2 separate regions of the Ovis aries genome follow, and region 2 is linked to region 1. The links are chromatin contacts, called in public Hi-C maps. All regions are on one chromosome and are shown on one strand. The core of a region is the stretch at or near the end of the contact, and the rest is flanking DNA. Distances in the headings are between cores, read along the strand shown. Region 1 holds the start of TWSG1 (twisted gastrulation BMP signaling modulator 1). Region 2 overlaps RALBP1 (ralA binding protein 1).

Region 1 (5,167 bases), core at 959-3,458:
CTTTCTTTATAGACCAACTCTCACATCCATACATGACTACTGCAAAAACCATAGCTTTGACTAGATGGACCTTTGTTGGCAAAGTAATGTCTCTGCTTTTTAATATGCTAAGTGGGTCATAACTTTTCTTCTCAGGAGCAAGTGTCTTTTAATTTCATGGCTACAGTCACCATCTGCAGTGATTTTGGAGCCCAAGAAAATAAAGTCTGTCACTGTTCCCATTGTTTCCCCATCTATTAGCCATGAAGTGATGGGACCAGACATCATTATCTTGGTTTTCTGAATGTTGTGTTTTAAGCCAACTTTTTCACTCTTCTCTTAAACTTTCATTAAGAGGCTCTTTAGTTCATCGCTTTCTGCCATAAGGGTGGTGTTATCTGCATATCTGAGGTTATTAATATTTCTCCCAGCAATCTTGATTAAAGCTTGTGCTTCATCCAGTCCTGCTTTTCTCATGATGTACTCTGCATATAAGTTAAATAAGCAGGGTAACAATATACAACTTTGATGTACTCCTTTCCCAATTTGGAACCAGTATGTTGTTCTATGTCCAGTACTAACTGTTGCTTCTTGACCCACATACAGATTTCTCAGGAGGCAAGTAAGGTGGTCTGGTTTTCCCATCTGTTGAAGAATTTTCCACAGTTTCTTGTGATCCACACAGTCAAAAGCTTTGGTGTAGTCTATCCCACTGCTGCTGCTGCTAAGTTGCTTCAGTCGTGTCCGACTCTGTGCAACCCCATAGACAGCAGCCCACCAGGTTCCGCCGTCCCTGGGATTCTCCAGGCAAGAACACTGGAGTGGGTTGCCATTTCCTTCTCCAATGCATGAAAGTGAAAGTGAAGTAGCTCAGTTGTATCCGACTCCTAGCGACCCCATGGACTGCAGCCTACCAGGCTCCTCCGTCCATGGGATTTTCCAGGCAAGAGCATTGAAATGGGTTGCCATTGCTATCTCCAGTCTATCCCACTAGGGGATTGTAAATAGAAAAATATGGGAGACCCCTGTAATTTAATGGTTACTCAAGAAAGCAGGTTTGCTTAAACACAAAACCATGCAACAAAAGCGTGGGATGTGACCCCCAAGCAATAAAACACTGGTGGAATGAGCCCCACATCCTGCCCAATGAGCTCAGTAAGTTAATGACCCCTCGGACATGCTCTCTGCACACATAAAAAAGTAATTTGTGGACCTAGCTTGACAAAACTCCCCTGCCGAAACTGAGGGAGGAACTGATGATGGAAGCATGATGTCTACTCAAGAAAGATGAAGAAGTTCTCCCTCTCCCCATTTTTCCTTTGATTATAAAACTATGGCCTAGGGGTGTGACACCCCTTTGCCCACTCTTTTGTAAGCCTTACAAGCGTCCTAGTCTAATAAAACACTTCTTATTCATCACTTTGCCTCTCTGCTGAATGCCTTCTGTGAAGAGAGGTAAAGGATTGTGTACCGGAGCCCTTTGGAGCCCTGGAACGACACCAAACGGTTTCACTCTTCCCTGGCCAACCACCCTCTGGACCAGCACCACGGGGCCCCCTGCGCTCTTCCAGAGCTGAGCACAGGGCCAGGGGCCCTCCAAGGGCGCAGCATCCAGTGCACTGAAGGCTCTGCTGTTGGAGACACTTATTCAGTAGGTGAGGGCAGACCCCAGAAACCTGCTTTTTTAATAAGTCCTCCCTCTGACGTCAACCTTGGGCTCAGGTGTCAGCTGCACTGGGTACCGGCGAGTTGCCTCGATCAGTTGGGCATCCCCATAACCAGGCGGAGACCAGCTCCCTCCCAGGATGGCCGTGAGGACTCGAGGAGCTCGTGGACATCACGTCCCAGCTCCGGGACCAGGGCAAGTCGAGCCTGGAGCAAGAAGAGCCGGATAGCAGGGTCCATGGGAACAAGAAGCTGCCGAGCAGGGGCCGGAGATGTTGACAGGGAAGAGGGAGAAAGGACAGAGCGCGTGGGCCCGGCGGGTGTACCCGGTCGGGGGTGTGGCCTCTGGTGGGCGGAGCGCTAGCGGGGCGGGACCCCAGGAGCGCTGGGCCCGCGGGCGGGGGCGGGGCCTAGTCGGGGGGCGGAGCCGGGCCGCGCACTGACAGGAGCGCGGCGGGGAGTGAGAGACGCCTCCTGGCGGGAGCTGGCGGCTGCCCAGGCGGGAGCCGAGGGGGCGGAGGGAAGCGGGGTGCGGGGGTGAGGCGGAGACTGGCCGGTCTCTGCCTCTTTCGGTGCGGAGGTTTGCGGGCGCCGCGCGGAGGACGGCGTGGAGGCGCGGCCTGCCTGCCTCCCTCCACAGCCCGCAGCGCGCCCGCTCGGCCGACCCGTGGGGAACTTGGGGCCCGGCGAGCTCGCTGCGCACGGTGAGCGGCGGGGGGCGGGCGGGGGCGCTGCTCGGGGTCTGGAGGCCGCGGCTGGGCCGGCGCGGCGGGAGGAGACGGGGCCCGCGCGGCCTGGGCGGCCTGCGGGGGACAAGACGGGCCAGACGCGAGGCGTCGCTCCTCGCGGGCCTCCGGGGCCGCTGTCAGCGCCGCCAGCCGGGCCGCGGCGCTTTGTTCCCGGGGTCCCGGAGGCAGCCGCTCCCAGCTGAGGAGCCGGCTGCTTGCCCCTCGGCGCCTCGTTCACCTGGACGCCCGCTAGGGGCAGCTCGGGGAGGGGCGCGGGGACAGCCGTGAGCTGGGGAAATACCCCCTGTTCAGTGGTTGGGGCTGATCACTAGTTCAGGAAGCTTCCATTTTCCGACGCCTTCTTGGGCCGCCACGAGTACGGGGTCGGCCGCTCCGGGTTCAGTGCAGCGGGCGGTGGGTCCGACGGTCCTGGAGGGGCCCCGCTTTGGCTCCGTCTCCGGGCTTTCTCGTCCAAAACCGAGCCGCCCGGGCACAGAGCCCCGGTTCTCTCTCCACCTTCTGTGGCTTTGCTTTATTGTTCTTCCTCACACTTAGGATAAAGGTTTACAGCGATCTGAAAGGCCCATAAATATACCTTTTATCCGTCTCACCTCACCTATTTATTTCATTGATTCCATTTTGAGTGTGTGTTTTAAACCCTAGAAAGTTTTATTTTCTCCTTTTTGAAGATTTAATGACCGTGTTGGTTGATTTTACCACCGTCAGAATTTGTGCTGGTCTTTTTCTCGTTTTGGACTGTAACATCTTTTTCAGTAATTTTGAAGAATCTGTGGTAGTTAAGGTAAAGAAGTAAAAAGAATATCGTCACATTTTGATAAATCAGAATTCTTCATGCAGTCAATAATTTACTCTTCCCTTTGTTAATCGCTAAAGTATGTCAGGAGCAACTGCCCACTCCTTCCGTTGAGCTGCTTCATTCTAGCTAATTATGTTAAGAGACAAAATGAGGTAGTAATAAGTAATCACTAGAATAGTTTGCATTTTTAAATTTTATTTTAATTGTGGGAATTAAAATATCATTAAATGTTTTTAAAAATTTATAATGCAATATTAATAGTTTTTTGGGTTTTTTGACTGGCTTAAAGTTGAATAGTAGGCCTGAAACTAAAGCTGAATAGTAACGGTGTAATATTGAAACTACTTATTTGCTTTAACTTTCACAGTCACCATTTCTGGATAGTCTGAGGAATTTCAAAATTCTATACATTTGAAGATGGCTAACAAGATGTTACTATATAAAATTGTAACTTTTTTTGAGTGTGTAAGTAATCTTTTGTTGAGAATAATCTTTATAAATGATCACTCAGAAGTCCTAACACAAACAAGGAGTCTTGGTTTACTTATTTGTTTTTTATTTTTGTATTTGCTTTTACCTTAGTACTTGCCTTTGAATTAAAATTTTTTGTTTTTTTGTTTGTTTAGCTTCCTGGGAGTTACTGATTGTCTTTGAAGAATCATGAAGTCACTCTCTGTTGTTATGCTTACTCTCCCCATTCTGGTGTTCCTGACATGGGTCCCTATGTCACTGAGTTGTAACAAAGCACTCTGTGCCAGTGATGTGAGCAAATGCCTCATTCAGGTAGGACTAAGAATACTCTTTTTACTAATATTAAAATTTATTATATAGCAAATACAGAATGCAAATACACAGAGAGTGTCTATGTAATACAGTGTAAGAACCGTAACACTAGTCTGGGGTTTTGCCCCCATACTTCACAAACAAACTCAGACTCAAGGAGTTCAGTACAGGAAATAATACCCAGCTTTGTAAACAGGCCGTTACAAGGTGATGAGCTATCTATTCAGGTGAATTAAAGGGTTCTGTTGTACAATTGAGTTTACATAGCAAAGAGGCTCACTTACTATATTTAGAAAAAAAAATTTTAGCTAGTCAAATCATAGACAGACTGTTCTCTAAATATAATGTACTAATTGTCTGTTCTGTGTAACAAGTTACCCCAAACAGAGTAGCTTAATGCAGTAAACATTTATTATTTACACAGTTCCTAAGGGTTGGGAACCTAGGAGCAGCTGAGCTGGGTGGTTTGGGGCCAGGGTTTCTCAAGGTCGCAAGTGTTGGGAGAATCTGCTTTCAAGATACTTGACAGTGATCTCTCTAGGCCATCAAGGCAAGCCTTTCTGAAGAGAAAAGTGGGGTTGAGCGATTGGCTTAGTTCACAGAGCTAATAAGTGGCTGCGGAACGTGGCCTGTGTCTGAACACGAAGGCTATGGCCTTTCCATATGCATACTGATTATTACTGTCCATAAAGTTTTGTTAATTAGTGGTAAACTTCACGTCTTATATAGCTGTTCTCCCTTTTCCCATCCTGTTAGACCATCAGCAGTCTTGTGTCTGTATTAATTAGCCTCTGTTCTAGCTGTTGGCTAAGGAATTCAGTGCACTGCTGAAACTATGTATATTTGAATTCTGTATGAAGTATGACTCAGCCAACTCTTGCCTGTACTCCTGATATGAGAGCACTTGTGCATATGTACTAGAAGTGATCATGAGTTTTGTAGATGAGAGGTATTTTGTGCTGATTTGTGACGTTTTGGTGCTCATTAATAGTTAACATTATGGGAAGCCTGGCCTTTCTGCGGGTGTGGTTACCACCATCTCTTACTCCACATACCCTCCCTTTGCATTTTAAACCAAAACTTTTAACTAGAGAGGCTGGTTGGTTGGTTGTTAATTTTTTCTTTTTTTAAACTCTGGATGTTTTTAAATAGAAGAGAGAAGAATAACAGTAACTGTTACAGCAGTCATTAACCC
Region 2 (5,167 bases), core at 1,759-4,258, 70 kb after region 1:
AATTACATAACAGTCCAGAGGGCTGACAGTTGGTCTGTGGGGTGTGCGTGGTTCTGTACCTCTGGATACTGCTGTGCGGCACGGGCACAGCCTGTGAACCTCGCGCGTCTTAGCATGGCTGGGACTTCGCTGTGGACAATAGGAAACTCCCTAAGCCTTATCTGCTTCGTCTGAAGGATTATTTGCCTCATCTCAGCTTGTAAACTTGGTTTTGTTTTTTTTTCTTGAACAGTAATATTCATGTCTTAAGAGAAATCCTTTGATGAGTAGAGTTCCTTATGGCCAATAAAATTTTGTGTAAGTGAGAAGTGTGGTTACTGGGCCTCAGCGGATTGTAGAATAGCCTGATTGACACAGAATGCCTGCCTTCTTTCTGGGAGTCTGGGACTTCAGTACCCGCTCCATAGAGAAAGCTGCTGTGACCAGGCTCCTCGGGGACCTTGGGCTGATGGAGGAGCAGCCAGAAACCCCTGGTGCTTCATATGTGTCCCTGTGTCTCCCCTGCCAGGGGGCCCTTGACATACGCCTGGTTCCTCTGGACTCAGCCCCTTGTCCTTTGCTTTTTTTGCTCTGTATCCTTTCTCTGTAATAAATCTTAGCCTGAGTGTGATTGTGTGGTTACTGATTTGAGTCCTCCTAGCGAATCGCTGACCCTGGGGTGGCCTTGGGGACCTCAGGCAAAATGCTGGTTCCCACCTTGCCCCCGCCCCCTGCCCCCGAGTTTTATAGCTGAAGCTTTCCTTTCACCTATTTCTTTTGGTGTTTATTTCCTTTACCTAAGTAATACCCTTAAACTGCTGTTTTTGAAGGTGGCAGTTCTGAATGTCCTTTGTTACCTAGGCGTTAGGTGGATGAGGATTTGGGTCTCTGAGACCCTCCCCCGGGTTCGCTGCCCCCAGCCCTCCAGCATAGTCATGCCCTGCGCAGTGTTTGGTTCCATCAGTCAGCATCCATCGTTTTCATTGTGATTATTACAGAAGCATTGTGTAATCCTGAGCCAGGCAGAGGACTACAGTTTCATTTTCCCATCTGCCTTTTTTCTTAAAGTTAGTGGTCGTCTCTTACTGTTATTTGTTTTTCACTCTGTTCTTATGATGGATTTGTTCCCAAAGCTCCAGTCTTGTTCTTCTTTTCTGCACAGGCAGATGTCTTGGAGCCCTTCTTCCCCTGGGTCACAGGGACTGTGTCGCCAGCTGGCCACCGGCCTGCTCTTCCTGGGCTCCTTGCTGCCCATTGGGTCGCATCTCAGGCTGCCAAGTCTCTTGGGCAAGTGTACAGGGAATACAGTCCTTGCCGCTGTGTGTCTGGAGTATCTTTATTCTACCTGTACGCTTGGGTGGTTGTTGAAACTGGTTTTCTTATCAGAATTTTGAATATGTTTGTTTATTGTCTGTAAATTTCCAGTGTCCTATTGGCAAATCAGTCGTGATCTTTTGTAATTTACTTGTCCTGTTCCTGCCCGCTAGGAGTCCTTCAGAATCATCTCTCTCTCCCTTGCGCCCTGAGACCTCATGGGGTGCTCTGGTGGGTCTCTGCATGTATGGTGCTGGGTGCTTAGTGGCCACTTGTGATCTGGATGCTCTTTAATTCTGAGAAAATCTGAAGAACAAGAATGTGTTTTGCTTGCGCACGTGCTTATGGAGTTGGCCATCCCCAGACAGTAGGTTAATGGGGGTCGGCGCTCAGTGTGTTCTAACGAGCCAGTATCTGGATTCCCTTGTAGAGATTTAGGTTAGAGACTTTTAATCTACAGATTATTTTTAAAAACCATAAAAACAAGGAAAAGCTGCTTCCAGTGACTTTTAGGCTGTATTTAATAAAAATCCATTTATAAATACTGGACTCTTGTAGCTTGTGAACTAGTTAAGCAAGCTGTTAGTTTTTTTGGAAGAGGCCCTTGTCTGTGTAGATATTATCAGGTTTAATGAATCATTGGAGTTATTTTCAAAACCTCATTTCAGGAGACTTCAGTTTAGCTGTCAGTCTTTCCTGCTGATACCGCTTTATCCTTTGGCGTGGGTGAGTGATTCCTCTTACATGTGCTGGTTAACACTGGTACGTGAGCAGCGGAGACTGTTGGAACAGTGTGTATCCTGGTTCTTTAGAAGAGCGAAGCTTTTTAAGTCTTTATTAAGTTTGAGTCTGATTTTGTGAAACTTATTTTTGGCTTTACCCCAGTTAAAACTGTCATAACTATTCTTTTTACATGAAATATTTAATTTCAAAGGTATAATTTGGGGGGATTCTAAAGTAAATTTCTAGATGTATGGAAATACTTTTAATAGTTTTTGTTAGTTATTACAGAAGTCACATTTTTTCCCTTAAATTCTTTCTGGAGAGAGATTTTTTTCCAGATAGCCAAAGGCTTTCATTTGGGAAAGACTGGAAATAGAAATTCCTATTGCAGTGATTTGGGGTGTGGGGGGCTGGGAGGGGATGTCAACCATTAGGGTGAGAGTTGCAACATTTGAGGAGAGTTCATATTTTTAATGGCTCATGATCATCTCTGCATAGCATCTGTGTTTTTTTTCCTAATCTGTGAGATTTTATTGAGGTATAATTTATAATTCAGTGATAGGCACAGTTTAATTTTTTTTTTGTGTGTGACCCCATGGGTAGATAGATCTAGAGGGCATTTTGCTAAGTAAGATAAGCCAGACAGAGAAAAACAGATACCATATGATCTCACTTATGTGTAGAATCTGAAAAATAAGACAGAATGAAAATAGACTCATAGATACAGAGAGCAAATGTGTGGTTGCCAGAAGGGAAGGAGGTGGAGAGTTGAATAGATGAAGGGGAACAGGAGGTGCAGGTTATTAAAAGAAAAGCCTCGAAATGTAACGTGCAGTGTAAGGACTGTGGAATAATGTTGAAATAACTTTGTGTGGGGACAGGTGGTTACTAGGCTCACCACTGGTCCTCATTTCAAAATGGACGTAAATATTAGAGCACTAGTACGCCCGAGACTAACACGATCGTGTGTGTCAGCAAGTGTGTGTGTGTGTGTAGCCCTCATGCCTGTCAGGACATGGAACACAGCCATTAGCCTGGAGGGTTCTCTCTAGCTGCTCTGTACTCTGTCCCTGCCTCTTCCCCAAACCCCAGGACCACAGTTGTAGATTCTTGTGATGGAGATGAGCTTACCTCTCCCAGAGCTGCATATGAATAGTCATACACTATGTAATCTCAGGTGTCTGCAGTGCTGTCTTGAAGTTCATCTGTTTTGTTGTATGGATGACTAGTTTGTTCATTTCAAAAAATGCTAGTATTCCATTGTGTGAATATATTTCCGCTTGTTTATCCAGGCTTGTTAATGGCAATGTGTTTCTGTTTTTTATCTGTTATGAATACAGTTACTCTGATCATGTGAGTATGTGTGAATATGTTTCCATTTCTCTGGGGTAAATACTCAGGAGAATTGCTGGGTCATATGGTAAAAGTTTAACTAGATACTGCCAAATAGTAATACTTTTCCAAAGTGGTTAAATGTTACATTCCCACCAGCAGTGTATTGAATTTCTAGTGCCACACATCCTCACCAGCATTAGGAATTGTAGTTCTGTTTGCACTTCAGCCATTCTGGATGGTGTCTGCTGATAGCTCATTGTGGTTTGAATTTCCATTTCTTTGATGTTTAGTGATGTGGAGGTTTTTTCATGGGCTTATTGACCAGTCATACATTTTCTTTTCTAAATTGTTTGCTTGATTTTGCCCATTTTTGTTTTGGGTTGTTGTCGAACTGTAGAAGTTCTGTATATATCCTGGGTTTAAGACTTGTGAGACACACACACACACACACACTCTAAGTGTGTTCTCCACATCTTGGCCTTGACTCTTAATTTTCTTCTTACTATCTTTTGATAGTAAGTGAAAGTTTTTGCTTTTGATAAAAAGTCTAGTTTGTGGACTTTTAATTCAGTAGTTAATTGCTTTCTGTTCCTGTCTGGGAAATTCTTCCTCCAAGGGCTCACAAATGTGTTCTGTTTAGAAGTTTTAAGTTGTTAGCAGTGAAGTTTTGTGTCTGTAGTTTGTCATACACACTTCGTGGTGATGCGATGCAGGGCTGACCTTCTCTCTTGCCCCCATGGTTACTCTGCACCCCTTGCTGAAGACTTTCCTTGTCCATGAATTCCTTTGGAGCCTTTGTTGACAGGCAGTTGACTGTGTATATGTGTGCCTCTGAGGAGTTTCTGTTTTGTTCACTAACCTGTCCACCCTTGCTCCAGCGCCATACTGGCACGGTTATGTCTCTGTGCTGGAGGAGACCGCAGAGTAGACTCTGTTCCAGGCTTCTGTCTGGAAGGATCGCCCCCTTCTGGTCCTTCAGCTGAGAGGGCTGGCTTTTGTCATTGCTGGGTTTCTGGCATCTTTTGCTGCAAGTCTGCGATGCAGAGGCAGAAAGCGCCCTCCGGGATCAGGGTTGGTCCTCGTATCTCGAGGCCTCGTCCTGTCTGCCTTCTTTGCCTGTCAGTGTGCGGTCTTTTTCTTAGCTGTGCTGACATCTTTCTTAAATGTTGACAAGTTTACATCACTTCTCCTTTTGCCTCAGAAGTAGGAATTTCTTTTCCCCCCCTCACCTTTGGCTGTTTATGCTGAAGTGCCTGTGGGCCCTTCGAGGCCTGTCTCTCTGCCCGCTTACTCAGGACGCTGAGGGGTGCTGTGGCTCCCTGAGCTCAGGACCGTCCCTGCACCTCTGTTCCGGCCTCGCTCCATCCTGTGCGCCAGCGGCCGCTCCTCCCAGCCATGCATGGCTGAGTCAGGGCAGCAGCTGTTCCTCTGGAGTGGTTTTTGCAAGATCATCTCTTCAGTGTGTCAGGAACAGGACTCTTCCTGGTCAGTCCAGTGTGCAGGACCTGTGTATGGGGCCATCTCGCCCAGTAATTAGCAAGAGTACAGAGTAAGGGGCGGTCTAGACCCACCTGTGTTCTGTGATTTGTGGTCCTGCCCTCATGCCTCTCAGCCCCAGCGGTGTCGCTTCTGGACTTGAACTTGGTGGTGACCTCCTCAGCTTGCACCAGCTGGCTTTCAGTTCAGAAGCATCCTGTCTTTCCGTGTGTTTTCTGTTGCTTCTTCATGAATCTGCTCCCATCAGACCCGTCTTCTTGCTGTTCTCATAACAAGCCCCACGTTTCTGCTTGTGTCATTAATATGCTGCTCCTCCTGG

What was found. Hi-C and Micro-C count contacts between places; a contact is called where the count stands out from the background.
Region 2: a contact with region 1 is called in a Hi-C map of omental adipose tissue, with 2.2 times the contacts expected there. The contact joins the enhancer-like site here to the promoter of TWSG1 in region 1.

What each region holds. Positions count from the first base shown.
Region 1 is chr23:42,057,545-42,062,711 of ARS-UI_Ramb_v3.0, forward strand. TWSG1 (twisted gastrulation BMP signaling modulator 1) reads left to right here and starts at 2,209. Exons shown (of 5, transcript XM_015103656.3): 1 at 2,209-2,348; 2 at 3,816-3,972. The coding sequence starts at 3,850.
Region 2 is chr23:42,126,318-42,131,484 of ARS-UI_Ramb_v3.0, forward strand. The region is part of intron 1 of RALBP1 (ralA binding protein 1); the gene reads left to right. Among named protein-coding and RNA genes, the nearest start is that of RALBP1, 16 kb to the left of the region's middle. Within about 2 kb of position 3,009, at least 13 of the 54 cell types and tissues checked have an H3K27ac peak or open chromatin away from gene starts, as enhancers often do.